2 separate regions of the Rattus norvegicus genome follow, and region 1 is linked to region 2. A link is a contact called in public Hi-C data. All regions are on one chromosome and are shown on one strand. The core of a region is the stretch at or near the end of the contact, and the rest is flanking DNA. Distances in the headings are between cores, read along the strand shown.

Region 1 (6,712 bases), core at 4,047-6,546, 81 kb before region 2:
TAACTAGAACAGCATAATATGTGATTTAGTACAGTTAATTCTTATTGATTAAATAATGTATTTATGTACTGAAGATAGTGAAAGGAGACAGGTCATTTTTTTTTCTTTTTTCTTTTTTGCTTCATTGTGATCCCAGCTTTAACACTTACATGAAGATTCCAAAGGATCATGAATGTCATTATTTAAGTGAAATGGGCATCAACATATTTAAAAGACAGTACTTGTAGTACCAAAACAGCAAGATGACACCAGATCCATGTAATGCTACTGGCCTGTGACTCAGTTAGAGCCAGAGTCCAAAACTGTGGCCCTCATTTACAGTTATGGGGATTACTCAACTTCTGAGAGAATTGCCCACATTTATGGTCATTCTCTACAAGTCATCTGTAAAGCAGTATGAAACAGAAAGAACAACAAATGCAATTGCTAAATATTCTTTTTTCTTTTTTTTACAAGAGGTGCAAAAACAGTCATTTCTAACATGAAACTGCCATTTACAGTAGATTTTTTTTTTTTTTTTGTACACCTGCAGAGACTCAGTACTGATGGGGAAATGCCCAAGGCAAATGGTCTCCAAGAAGATATTTACACAACGTGAAATCAACTGTACCGTAGATACCCAGGGAAAATTATCTTACGTTATTAAGAAATCGAACAAACATGATATAGCTTCATCATACAGAAAACCTGTAGGACCCCATCCCAAGCCTAAGTAAAAAGGAATCCCTCAGCTCCCTCTGCCCGTTCACCCACCATCTTCCTGTTACAAAGAATGAATGTCTAGATTATTCCCACCCACCCTCAAATAAAGTGCGCAGTCCATGGCAGACCATAGAATAATGCAACAGGAAAAGCCCCCTTTTGTATTATTATTTAAAAAGTAAAATACAAACAACAGAAATAAAACAAACATTGTAAGAGAATTCGGAGATTCTCTGTATCTTGAAAAAAAAAAAAAGGCGAAGCACGGGGTGCCTTGCTTGACTGTTAGGTTAGTACACGTATCCTTCGTTGTAAGGGTGGGGGTTGCAGCAGCCCCCTTCTGGCATGTAGGTCATGCTCTCATCAAAGTGAGACAGGGGCACCGTGTCCTCTTCGTTGATGTGACGTTCCATGTCCGTCTTCAGCAGGGGGCGCTGATTATCCGGAAAGGCCATGGAGAAAAGGGCTTCCGGGTCACACACAAATTTGTAGACATATCTTTCTCCAGCCACCTGAGAATAGCACAGAAAGGTCGAGCGTCACCATCCCCGCAGGAGTAAGGGAGAGAGAAACAAACACAGATTAGTAGATCAGCAGAGATGGAAGGCGAGAGACTATGTAACTAAGTAGTAGTCACATTTTCATGGGAGACGAGTCCTTTGTGAAATAAGCCATGGGTCAATACGGCAAAACACAAAATGTTGACCTACAGTAATAACTAATTCTAGGAAAAGCTAGGAAAATCAGCAGCTTGCTTTTGGTTTTTTAACATAAAGTGTATTCACACTATCATTGAGGGAAGAAAAATCAATGTAATGTAAGCAATTCACATTGAAGTTTTTGTTTTAAAGGTAACATCTATGCTTCCGAAAATCTATCTTAAAGGTTTATGTTCCCCTTACTATTATATTTCTACAACCTGCAAGTTTTAAAAGGAAAAAAAAATGCGTTTTATTTGTAAGAGTAGAGTAGTGATAGCTGATTCCCAGGGTGCACTGCGTATTCTCCGTCTAAGAAAACTCCAAAGATACATAGCCTTATTTAAATGAGGGATGGAGCAGAAGGACGTTATCCTGAGCATATCACTTTTTAAAATGAAGGCAAGATACATTAGATGAAGCTTAAGGATGTGTGCAAAGTGTCAAATTGAAGTAAGAGGCGTAAAAAAAAAGTGAAAGGAATCTAAAATACACACTGGGAAGGGAGGAAATGAGAAAAGGAAATGTGTCAAGCGCCTGAAATAAAGGGCATGTAGCACAATTTGTAGACAAAGACATGCCCCAAACTTAAGTTTTGAAGAGCAATGCCCTGTAGAACATGATAAACAATTGAAGGAGACAGATGGATCTGCCATTAAAAGACAACACTAAGGAACTCAAGACTCAGGGGATCTGTGGGGAACAAAGGCAGTTCCTTATGTGAAGTGTGACAGTCTCTCTCTCTCTCTCTCTCTCTCTCTCTCTCTCTCTCTCTCTCTCTCTCTCTCTGTAGCTCGAAACTTCACATGGCTGAAACAGATCCACTATCTCCTGTTTCTGTGTCAAAAGGTCTTGCTGGTTGATTTGTGACACAGGGAAGCAGTGTGTTCACAGTTTATAAACTCTCTGTGCATGTTTGGGAGAAGAGGAATGACTGCCAAGGATTCTGGTGCTCTGCACTCAGAGTTAGAATATTTGTTGCCCTGAATTTAAGTAAAAGGAACCACATTAGAGTCCAAATAATCGGAATTTCTAGAGGTTTGAAAGAGCCAGCCCCGAGAGATGTTTATGAATCTGGACATGTTTCTTAAACTGCTCTTCAGTTCCCTGTCTTGTGAAATTGAAACAGGAAGGGCTCCTTGGAAGGCCAGCGTGATGCATAGAAAACTCTATCACAGTTCAAAGCAAATGGAGAGAGTTAGTTAACTCTCCTCCTTCAGACCTCCTCTCTCTCTCTCTCTCTCCACACACACACACACACACACACACACACACACACACACACACACACACACACACAGTGAAGTACTAAAGTGAGTACAAAAGTACAAACAAGGCAGTTTCAGACAAAAGCTGGGAGATACATAGTTTTATAGCCTTTCTTCTCTATTTTTCAAAGTAGTCTCAGGAAATGAATGTAAAATGAGTGCTGTATTAAGCATGCCTCCAAGTCTTTTGTAGCCCACTCAGTTTAGTTCGGGGCCACAGAAAAGAATTGTTTGCTTTAGGTACTGCACCTTTTTTGTCTGACACGTTTGACGTGTTTGGGTTGTCTTCACTTAGGAGCAACGTAAGGAATGAAAACCACTTCATCATAAGGAATGTAAATGTACAATATGCAACAGAAATAATAAAATATCCCAGGGACTTTTCTGCCCTCTGCTTCCTTCTAGTTTTCTAGAAAGAACACTTTTGTCCTACTACTGTAATTTTCCACCCTGTTGCCTTGGTTAGTGATACAATCACAGTGTAAGGAGCACTGTAGACTATTAGGTAAAGTTAAAGGCAACAGTGAGATGAACAAAGGAATTTTTGTGGAGGAACATATCAGAGGCAAACAGGAGGTGGATGTGTTATCCAAGCCCAGACAGATATTTAAACTCTGTTTTAACATTTTAAAATATCAAGATGACTTAGCAAGTAAAGGCACTTGCCACCAAGCCTGACAACCTGAGTTCGATCCCTGGGTCCCACCGAGTGGAACGTCACTGAAAGGTGTCATCTGACTTACACACACACACACACACACACACACACACACACACACACAAACACACTAAATAAATGAACCTAATAATTGTTTCAAAAATTTGAAGGAGAAAGAAAGAATTGGGGTATGTTTGGCTCAAATTATATTTGTGTATGAATATTAAGTTAAATAAATAACATCAAGTATAAATGATAAGGCAAAAGAAACAAGCATAATCATATTTATAAACATTACTATGTTGGCATGTAATTTATGCGTTGCTTAAATCTTCTAAGTATGGCTACATGTTTAACTAGATGTGCACATATTTTATCCACAAAGTACAATAAACATTTTCCAGCATTTATTTCTATTTCAGAATTACTGAAATTTATAACCATTTAAAATGGTTCACTTGAATTCAGTAACCCATTTGGTTATTTTTATTTCATTCTTCAGGCTTCTAATTCAATTGCTTTTTATGTACAGCACACATGGATAGTTAAGGTTTTAAGTCAATGAGCACATATGGTCATACGGACTTGGAATGTAATTCCCCATTATATATTTTTGGGTAATAAAAAATATAGGGAGGCTCAAAGTTCCTCTGAATAAACTATGCTGCCATTTACCTAGCCATGAGGAAGGTCCGTACAGTAAGAGATATGAAGGAAAAGACAGAACATTCTAAAAAGAAGTCTCATGGAAGTCATGAGTGTGTCTTAAAATAGCAGGCTGTGCTTATATGAAAAGAGCATGCTAACCGTCTAAGGGACCCTGACTGGTTACCATCTACATGCAGACTCCAAGTTTTGCATGTTGGTGTGATAAACAATCTCCCTTTCTTATACCACACAATGGCATCCAAAAAGTCTGTTTGATGCAGCATTCATATCTAACTGTGCTATACAAGCCATAAACCGCACAAGGCTGAAGGAAATAATAGCAAATATCCAAATGTTTTATCTTTATATATTCATTTATTCATAGCCTCCTTTATAAATGTTATATTTTAAGTACATTTTATCTGTGTCCATGTTTTTGTATTTTATACAAAACAACTTTTAAATATTAAAAGAAGCTGATTTGAATTAAAATATATTGAACTTTGTTCTACCAACCAAATAAGATAAAACATTTATTTCAAGTAAGTAGTTCTGGATATTAAACTGTCAAGTGAGGAATGAAATGAAGCTAGAAATCAAGCAAGAAAAAAAGTTGGGTTTCCTTTTTTTCTAATAAGAACAAGTGATGCCTGCATGTTTTAAGAATCAGAACAGGAAAGAAAAAATACAAGCATTTCAAAAATGTATGACTCTGAGGTACAATAAAATTACAGCTTCTAGAGACATGAAGATCTAGTATCAATACTGAAATAACCTGCTTACCATGTGTAGCAAAATGGAAGCTTCCAGAAATGTAACTTGCTAGATACCACTCTACATTTATCTCCACCATCCATGAAATTATAAATAGGCTCGTGATACTAAGCAGGAACCAAGCAAGCATTGGTTAACGTGGGGGAGAGCCTGACCTTAGCAAAGCAACGATAATGTGCTGTCTGAAATATGACTTGCAGACCAGTGGGCAACATCACAGTGAGCTTTAATGTATTATCGCCTCACCTTTTGCATGATTCCCTTCTCATAATAATAGCGGAGAGAACGGCTAAGTTTGTCATAGTTCATAGCTGGCCTGTTCTTCTGAATGCCCCAACGTCGGGCCACCTGCCACCAAAACAGAATCATGTTGTTAGTGCTGAGTCTTCAACTGGCTTACACACTTACATACACACCACACACACACACACACACACACACACACACACACACACGCACGCAGGGGATAGGGATGGGGAGTGGGATAGGCAGAGGAAGAGTTCATAAATGTATGGCTTCTAAACACACAAAAACATCTCCAAATACAAGGCATAAAGAAATAGCAACAGCCTTCGTGTTCTGAATTTCCCGTGTCCTGGTTTAAACCAGGCTTACAGTTCTCTCTCTTCGACGTCACAATAGAATCCTTTGTCACCATTGTTTTGGATAGAAATTAAATGGAAATAAGGGAATGTGTTTGCATCATGAAAGAACAGACTGCAATTCACCAAAATGAGGCAGATTTTCCCTTCTGCTATACACTAGCAGTCTTTTCCTTCCTGAACTTTCAGACAAAAAAAAAAAAAAAATCCCAGATTAGGAACTGCTTAATGATCCCTTTGTAAAGGTGTTTTACTGCATTTCTGAAAGAAACAGAAGAAAGAAAAAAAAAAAAAAAGACTGCTCAAACTGTACCGAGTGACCAGCTGTCACTGTGCCAGCGAAGGAAACAGTGTGCCGATTAATAAGTTCGACTCCAAACAATAGTTCTTGCCTAAAGCAGCCTCTGTGAAAACTATAGCCAACCCCAAACCGGAAAATTAAGCTCATCTGGGAAACATTAATTGGATGCTAAAAATAAGGTGGACATGGAAAAGTCACCATGTACATGAGTCCTTTTCCTTTAAAGCAGAATGTCCAGTGTGGCTGAGGAAAGGTCTCAGAAGTGTTTCAAATGGGACTGTTGGAGAGCGCTGGACGTGGTCAAGGTGGAGCTTCTTCCTCCCAATGGTACCATTCCACTTCTCCATCACACTGGGCCGATGTAGGCATACAGAGACAGGAGCGGGTTTCTCTCACTTCATTGCAAATCAAGATCTCATTAAGCCCCACTCTTTGGTTGTCTGAGGAAAAACTGTGCACGGCCTCAGCCTCAGCAAGGTCGTAAGTGCATTCCCTAATAGAGCAGGAGTTGTCGCTTCCCTCAAATTCCAAGTTGTGTCCCAGCCACAAAGAATCCTCAAAATCATCTCCTTCTCCTGTCTTCCCTTCAATAGCAATGACCTTTCTGTCACAAACACCCCTACCTTTAAGTAATCTGTGTTCTTGAAATAAACAGATAATGGGTTTGGATCACTTGTTCTGTGAGAAGTGATACGACTGAGCAAAAGCAAGACTATCCGTACAAGCCAACAGTCACAGTGGCGGATACATCTTAATTTTCCACAATCTTTCCAGTAACTGCTCTAAGCAATAGTGTGTGGAGCAGGGACAGGGACAATGTGAAATAAAATCCAGCCAGGCGTGGGGAGATATGATGCTAATTCCAGCACCTGGAAGCTGAGTAGGAGACTGAAGCTATGGCAGGAGATCATGAGTTCTAGACTACGCTGGGCTATGGGACCCTGAAATGGGGAACAGATGGGAGATGAGGGAAAGACAAGGAGGTAAGGAAGGAAAGAAGGGAGGAAGGAGCTTTGTTTTTGTTTTTTACGTAAAATCTTTCAAATGTGTTACAAAGGATA
Region 2 (7,587 bases), core at 3,497-5,996:
AGAATATTCCGTACTGTTTTAAATGATAAACTCAAACTCAGATAAATTATTCAACTCTCCTATCTGAGCCATAAGACACAATAAATCAAGTGGAAAGTAAAAAAAAAATAAAAGAAAGAAAATGTACTAAAAATGATAAGAGTCTGCCACAGATCCACATTTTAAAATTCCAGAAACAGCTGTTATGCACATCTGAAATCTGCCAACCAGATTTGGATTCACTTTTCAAATTCAAACATCTTTAAGAACCAGTAAACCTTCCGGAACAACTAGGTAAGTATAGTAACTTATTTTGGATAAGCAAGTAAATTCTTGAGTAAACAAAATGCCCCATAACCTTCAACTTGGCAAAAAACACCAAGTAAAAGTTAACATAAGAGCCTCTGCAAATTTTTATGAGAAACCTATCTGAATATATGGTTTACATGGCAATACTGAGTAATCTATTACAGTAAGTTTCATTTAGAGATAAGCAAAAAATGACCTTAAATTTCAGATACTTACCATTCATTAACACATAAATGCAATCCCCCTTCCAAAGGATAATTAAGAGCTATTTAACTTAAATAATTCTGAATCCTTTAAGATTGTAAAAGCCTTTTGAAGAACTAGAATTATCAGCAAGACAAAGAAACTTGTTTACATGCTAACAGCAACTTGACCAACTGAGTACAAGATCCTGACTAAAAACCCCTCAGTCTACCTCAAAGCAGCTAGAGAAGCACCGGGTTCCATTTGGAGACCCTCCCTTTGCTTTGAACCATCTTGAAAATCTAATACCAGAATTAGAGTCCCCACAGAAAGTAAGTAAGCAAATAACAAAACATATTAATGCTTAAATATCTGCAACTTTCTCATTCCCCCTACACACAAACACACACACACACACACACACACACACAAAGAGCTTATAAAATAATATTTCACAAATATCCAAAATTAAAATTTGAAATAGTAAATAACCGATAAACACCTTCCACCTTAAGCATATCTGAACATGTGTCAAGCTTTACTGAAGCCTCATCTCACTGTCCCTATAAACAAAGTTGCACACAATAAAAGATATAATAGGTTAGAGCATAACATTTAAAAAAAAAAAAGTCCAAAAATGCTATTAAATGTCTCCATAGGAAACCCTAATAAAAGTCACAAGACATCAAAAGTCAAACTTCAACAAGCATTACATGCATCATAAAACACGAAACATTTTTTAAAAATCTCCAAATCCCCTTAAAAGATGTATTTTAAACCCAGAGAGAGATTTCTTAACTGTGACATACACACCTAACGTTCTGTGCTGTGAGCAAGGAGGAAAGAAGACACCTGCACTTAAATCTTGAAGCATCCCGTCCTGATGAGCCCAGAGAAACTAATTTCTGCCATCAGAAAAGTCCTTCAGCAGAGCACCAAACAATCACATGCACGGCTCTAAGGGAAACAGCAAGCCAGCCGCTTCTGGCTGGAAGTCTCTTGAGGTACAATAATATAAACCTGATCAATTGCAATTAAAATCTGAACAGAGGCTTAGAACCTGAAGTCTTGGTGCATTAGTTCTTGCCAAAAGCAGATGTGATTGTGAGCTGGAAGCAATTTCTCCTGGTAATTTGTGATGACACTGGGTAGTGGAGCCCCAGAGTCCCTAAAGACAAACTCATCAAAGGCTCTAATGTATGCATGACACATGAGGTGGCTCTTTTAGAGCTCAATTAATTGGGTTGAACATTTAAGACAGCAAGTTCAGGACTCCCTCCACCCCCTTCTAGAGTTGCTTTTCCCCCTTAAAGACAATTCTCCCTCTCTTACCTTCAGCAAGCCATGTTTCTTGTAACTGACTCAGATCTTGAAAGAGTTCTGAAAAGCAAGTCAAACACACAAACATGAGACTCGACAGTCTGCAGGCTTCATTAAATGAAAATGTTTGTCATGACGCTGCCATTCAGTATGATTTTAGTTTAGGGAGCATCTACTGAACATAGGTTTCATATCTCAGTATCTTAATAATCCTGCTTACTTATGACATCAATTAAGGGACACTTTAAGGTATTTCTTTAGGCAACTAAATAATATCATATTAGGCAACTAAATCAAATTACCTTCTTTTGTCTTTTTTTTTTCTTTTTCAAAATAATTAAGAAATAAGCTCAGGAGACGAAAAAACACATACACTAAAATTCACTAAGATGACCCCTGCACAGAAACCTTTCCTAAGTACATTTAACTCTTGCTAAAATAGAAGTGGAGCAAATATTAGAAAGACAGAACTTTTACATTTTTAATTTTATGTACAAAACCAACAAGACTTGAGTTAACTCCCAAGTTACATTTTCCAGCCAAATAGCTCAACACTAATACAGGGTACAACTCCAAATATAAACATTTCAAGAAAATTTTCTACATTAGCACGTCTGTGAAAGTCAAAGACACTAGTGCCCTGCTTGGTTTATTATCAATTCCAAATTATATTCTGCCATGGAGGGGGGAAAGGAAGAGAAGTATCTAATGAAAATGAAAATTTTATGAAGTTTTAGGATTCAGTCCACTTAATTTAAATTCAATGTGAACTTTAGTAATTAAGTCTAAGTTTTTTCAATCCATAATGAGTGGCCCCACAGGGCTGAAATAATTCATAATATATTGACCTCCTACCAACAGTTTATAGGAAGAGCGTACAGCCTAATTCACTAAATAAGCATTCAATAAGCCTCAAGTTGGATCTAGTGAACATGTTAAGGCCTATCAACAAATGTTATGACTTCAAAAATGCAGTCATCAAACTCACTCATAAAATTTCAACAATAGTATATGAATCCACTTATATTGTTTAACTTGTAATAATGTTGAAAGAAAAGCAGAAGCAGTAGGCATAGCTGCTTACTTTATCCCAGGGTGTTACAGCTTGAAATTGTTATCTCAGTTATAGGGAATTATCTGCCCAGTGGACAAGAATCAACACAGAATACTCTTTAAAATAAGAAGGTCACTGCTGCAGGTTCATTTTCTTCTCATTAATTTTGTGGCAAGACTATAAAATAGTCTCCAAGGCAAACTCACTGTGTGAGTGGCTGCATGGACAGTCCATGTTTCAAGGTCTACTATTTTTGAGGTGAGATGGAGATGTGCCCCTGACTTGGAGGGTAGAGAGTGTAAGCGGAAAAAAAGAGACGTTCAGCTCAGAATCAAACCTCACCTTCTGAATCATGAGCCAGATCTCTGTTAATGAATTTTCTTTTCCTGACATTTGTTGGTTTCTCGGTACAGTTTCTCCCACGCTGACTCTACAAAGGGAAAGATAAAATCCTTTAAAAGAATATAAATCTCAGATGTCACACATTAAAAAAAAAAAAACAAATCATGCATACATAACTTAAGCCTACTGGATCCTCTCTCTGAGTGGAAAAAAAAAAGTTTATAGGAGAACTCCAATATGTATTGTCTGACTTTGACAGTAAAATCTCAAACTGAGAGTTTAACAGCGAGGGAGAGTTGCTTCCCAGAGCATGTCATAACACTCCTGCTTATCCTCATCCTAGTTACACGTAATCTCAGCATCAAAACATTAAGCTAAAACACTTAATTTTTTTTTAACTGAATCAACTCCAGATTAACAGTGAATTCCATTCTCTCAGACAGCACCCCCCACCCGCAGTAAAAGAAGTCAAAGGAAAACTGGGGAAAGTGAGAAAATGAGAAAGGGGAAGAAAACGCCCAAGACACCCCATGTAAACAAAAAATTGTCAGCATTTGTCTCAACTTCGTTCTTTTCAATGTGGCAGATAAACCCAGCCACAAACTTTGAGTGCAGCTGCTGCTGCCCTCCGTCTCCTCTTGCACTCATCGTGGACACATTAACCAGAAGAAGGGGTCTTAAAACAAAACTGTGCCTTATCCGAATCACTCAAAGGTAAGCTCATTTTGTAGATAGGGCTTCTAGAAGCAGAGTCGCCCTACAGTGGCAACAAAGCAGATAAAGTGTCTGCAGTCCCAACCCCCTGCCCCCTCCCTTCGCATCTCTCGCTCTCCCCACCCCCGTCCGAGTCAAGTTTATAAACAGCAACTTTCGAACTGAGCACTCACGTTGGTGACCACGTAAGGCACTTGCTGGTCATAAAATCCATCCATTCTGCTCCTCTTCTCAAATACTAGCTCAGTGTTTTATATTTTGAGCATTTAGCTGCAGATTTCCTCGGGATCTGGACTTCTATCAACCTAGAGGGGAACAAGATGGCTTTTAGGCTTTAAAAAATCATGAATGAAGCTCTTGCATTTGCATAGCTAATTACCCTCGACAGCCCCATTCACAAAAATAACCCTCCCCTACGCCGCCTTCTTCACCTGGATCCAAAGAGAGCCAAGAGAGTTCACAATTTACATACTTTCGGTCCTATCAAATATCCTAACAAGAGACGATGTATTTATTTACACCCTGGATGTTCCCTGCTCGGTCAGTGTGCCCCAGGCAGCTCTGATTCGCAAACGTGTGCAAAACTAGCAATGGCGATCAACGAGACTTGCTTTTCACCTAACGGGACTAAAGAGACGGAGATACCTCTTTCATAAGAATAGTTTTTGCAACCCACAGCCATGCAATTATCTGGAGAGACATAAAAAGTTGTTGGAAATACCCACCTGAAGGCCACGCTAGGCGAACGGCTGCAAAAAATTCCCTCCAAATTTAATAAAAACATTAATTATTGCCCAGCACTTCCCCTTGGAAGCCGAAAGCGCCTCTGACAGAGCTGAATTCGGTGGTTTTTCCTCTACTTCTCCTCCAGGGGCCTCCAATCCAAACTGATGGATCGCTGCCTCCCATTGGCTCCACGTCTCTTTCACAAGATCAGATTTCGGGCTGTCAATCAGGCAGCTTTTGGCCCCTTCCCTAGAGTCTCCCGCACCCCTATTCCTATGCGACCACTCTGGGAGAAGTCTTAGGTCCGCACCCAAGAAAAACCACCGAGGAAACCCACTTCCTTCCTAACTCGCTGTTTTGGTTAAGACCGGAGGGATTCTGAAACCTAGTGTACTGAGTCAACCAGCTCTCATTCCTATCGTTGTTTGATCCATTATTATTAGGCCGATGTCCTTAAAGCACTGTCGTAGAGGTTCGGGTACACATTAAATGTCCACAATCTCCTTTCTCTACTTCTGACCAGGAGTCCACCCACCACGCGCTCCAGCCTTCCTCCCCAGCAGCTTTCGGTCCAAGCTATTTTTTTTTTCATTTTTTTTCAACACTAATCACCACTATAATAGGGCTTATAAGATTTTTCTTTTAATACATCTTCAACAAAAACGATCTCCTTTCGTCAGTTCCACATGAAAACATTGTAATGAAAGCAAGGGAGAGGTGGCGCTGGAAGAGAGGATCCGGAGGAGTACGTAGCAGTGTGGGCGAGGAAAGTATAAAAATCAGATTCACCCGGGAGAGTGCTGAGAGGAAATAAACCTCCAGTGGGCCACAGAGGGGTGGGGGAGGACTTGGTAATTCAGATGCCCCCCTCCCGCCCCCTTCTCCCCCCCACCCCTGTCCCCGCCGTTTCCGGAGCTTTTGTTATGTATACAGAGAGGCGGAGGGTGTCACTTACTGTACTTGAGGATTTCACTTCTTCCAACCAGAAGTTGGGGGGAGAGCAGGGAGGGCTCGGGTTACAAGGACAATGATGGGACGTTTGGAAACGAGAATGTCCCTGAAGCTGCCTGCCCATAGGGCTTAGTTCTGTTGCGTCCCCTTTGCAGCCGCTGTCCTACCAAGGGTTGGAGGCCAGAGAGGGGCGGGGCGGGGGCTTCACAGTTCTGAAAGTCACTTAGACCCTGGCGGTGACCAGAACTGGGGACTAAAGGACTTTTCCAGCAGCTGTTTAGCCCCGTTGAACATTGTGCTGCAGTTCTCAATTTCTATTTGAAAGTTTCTTTCCTTAAATGGAACATGGTGGAAACATCAAAATGGGAGCGTGCGCGCCTGGCACTCCAGCCTCGCGGAGAAAGAGCGTGGTTTATGACAAAGCCACTCTGCGCTTCATCATGGGAAAATTATAGTCTTCCAGGGTACACACAATGCTTGCCCAGAGACTAGTCAGTGCACCGCGCGCGTCCACTTTGAGAGAGGACAGTGTCAGAGCCCGGAGGAGGGATGCGTTCGAGCGCTACGAGACTTTGTGGGGGGTGCAACCGGAACAGGGGACAATAGTGGTGGGTACCCCGGCAATCTGCAAACCCCGGACAAGGCAGCAACAGTTTCCAAAGCCTTTCTCTGAGGCCAGAGCCCGACAGGTATCCAGAGCAACCGGGAGGGGGCGGAGCTTCTCGAAAGGCCCCGAGAGCCTGTCCCTGAAGCCAATAAGGAACCGTGAATTTCCAGTCCATTGTTGTTTATTGCTGACCCCGCAGCGCTCCGCCAGCGGATTGGCTGCTTTCGAGCAGGGGGCGTTGCCCTCCCCCCTCCACCTTTCGACTCCATTCACAAAATCCCAATCTTTCTGGGTCACGTGGTTGGAGGCGTGGCGGAACAAGGGAAAAAAGATACCACAAAGGCCCAAGTTCCCCAAACCACAAAAGTTTTTGTTGTTGTTGTTGTTGTTGTTGTTTTGCGGGCGCACGCGCGCCAGTGTGTGTTCCTTTCATCTCTTCCCTATGCACACTTGGTACCAATGAAGGTAGAGGAGAGGAAGTACCTTTCTGTCGAAGAGCAATAAAGTGAGAGGAAGTAAGTCTAGGCTAAAGGAACATTCACACTGTATAATTCCAGGGGTGCTCTAAGAGAAAATCCTGAAAAGGAGGGAACTGAGAGTAGAAAGAAAGCTTAAAAAGGACTAGTAACTTTCTTTTGCTCTTCAGCACGTGACTGTTTAAAGGTGCAAGCCGTCTTCCGGTGTAGAAACTATTCAGCGTTCTCCTATAATGTTCTATAGCTCTCATTTCTACTTTTATTTATCCCAGTGTCATTTTCTCTCCGGCTTCTTTTAGTGCACGTTTTCACAGATTGCGAGTTTTTAGCTCCCTAAATCATTGATGTGTTTATAAAACTATAACGAGGCTATGTCCCGGGTCCCTGGTTCTATTCTGGGTTCAGCATCAATGTTGTATTTTAAAAGGATGGGGGTGGGGTATGTTCTATGGAGGTCTGGGGAAAGAGGGTGCTTCAGTGGGTCCATACTGAGGCATCCCTTCCCCCTGAGGGACCAGCTACACGACTGTATAGTATAGAATAGAATTTATTCAGGGCATGTGGAGGGAGTTAAGAGGGTAGTAGGAGAGAGAGAGAGAGAGAGAGAGAGAGAGAGGAGTAGAGGCAGGCCATGAGTGCCTGGAGAGAAGTGGGGAGGGGAATGGGGAGAGAAGGGACAAAGGGGGAAGAGGGTAAGAGCAAGAGAGTAAGGAGCTGGCAAACAGCTCCTTTTTTACTGTCAGGCATACCTGGCTATTGCCAGGTATCTGTGGGGGTGGAGCTTAGAATGCTAATAATCATCCCAAGGCTGGCCACTTCTCTTAGGATGATCTATCATACTGCAAACTCTCCATATTTCTCCTCTGCAGTTCTTTAGATGGACTCTACCTGTTAACTATTTGACTCCCACAGTAATCGAAAGTCCA

Evidence for each region. Hi-C and Micro-C count contacts between places; a contact is called where the count stands out from the background.
Region 1: a Hi-C map of Schwann cells shows a contact between it and region 2, with 4 times the contacts expected there. The contact joins the enhancer-like site here to the promoter of Etv1 in region 2. A contact is called at or near these places in 2 of 12 Hi-C or Micro-C datasets (the Rat2 cell line and Schwann cells) and 1 of 1 datasets of contacts at active chromatin or transcription factors (oligodendrocytes).

What each region holds. Positions count from the first base shown.
Region 1 is chr6:61,398,100-61,404,811 of GRCr8, reverse strand. It overlaps Etv1 (ETS variant transcription factor 1), which reads right to left. Exons shown (of 13, transcript NM_001163156.3): 12 at 4,995-5,096; 13 at 1-1,214. The coding sequence ends at 993. Among named protein-coding and RNA genes, the nearest start is that of Etv1, 83 kb to the right of the region's middle. Within about 2 kb of position 5,296, at least 22 of the 93 cell types and tissues checked have an H3K27ac peak or open chromatin away from gene starts, as enhancers often do. A contact at or near this core is called in Schwann cells, where this site is marked.
Region 2 is chr6:61,315,525-61,323,111 of GRCr8, reverse strand. It overlaps Etv1 (ETS variant transcription factor 1), which reads right to left and starts at 4,746. Exons shown (of 13, transcript NM_001163156.3): 1 at 4,627-4,746; 2 at 4,075-4,206; 3 at 3,188-3,275; 4 at 1,804-1,851. The coding sequence starts at 4,119.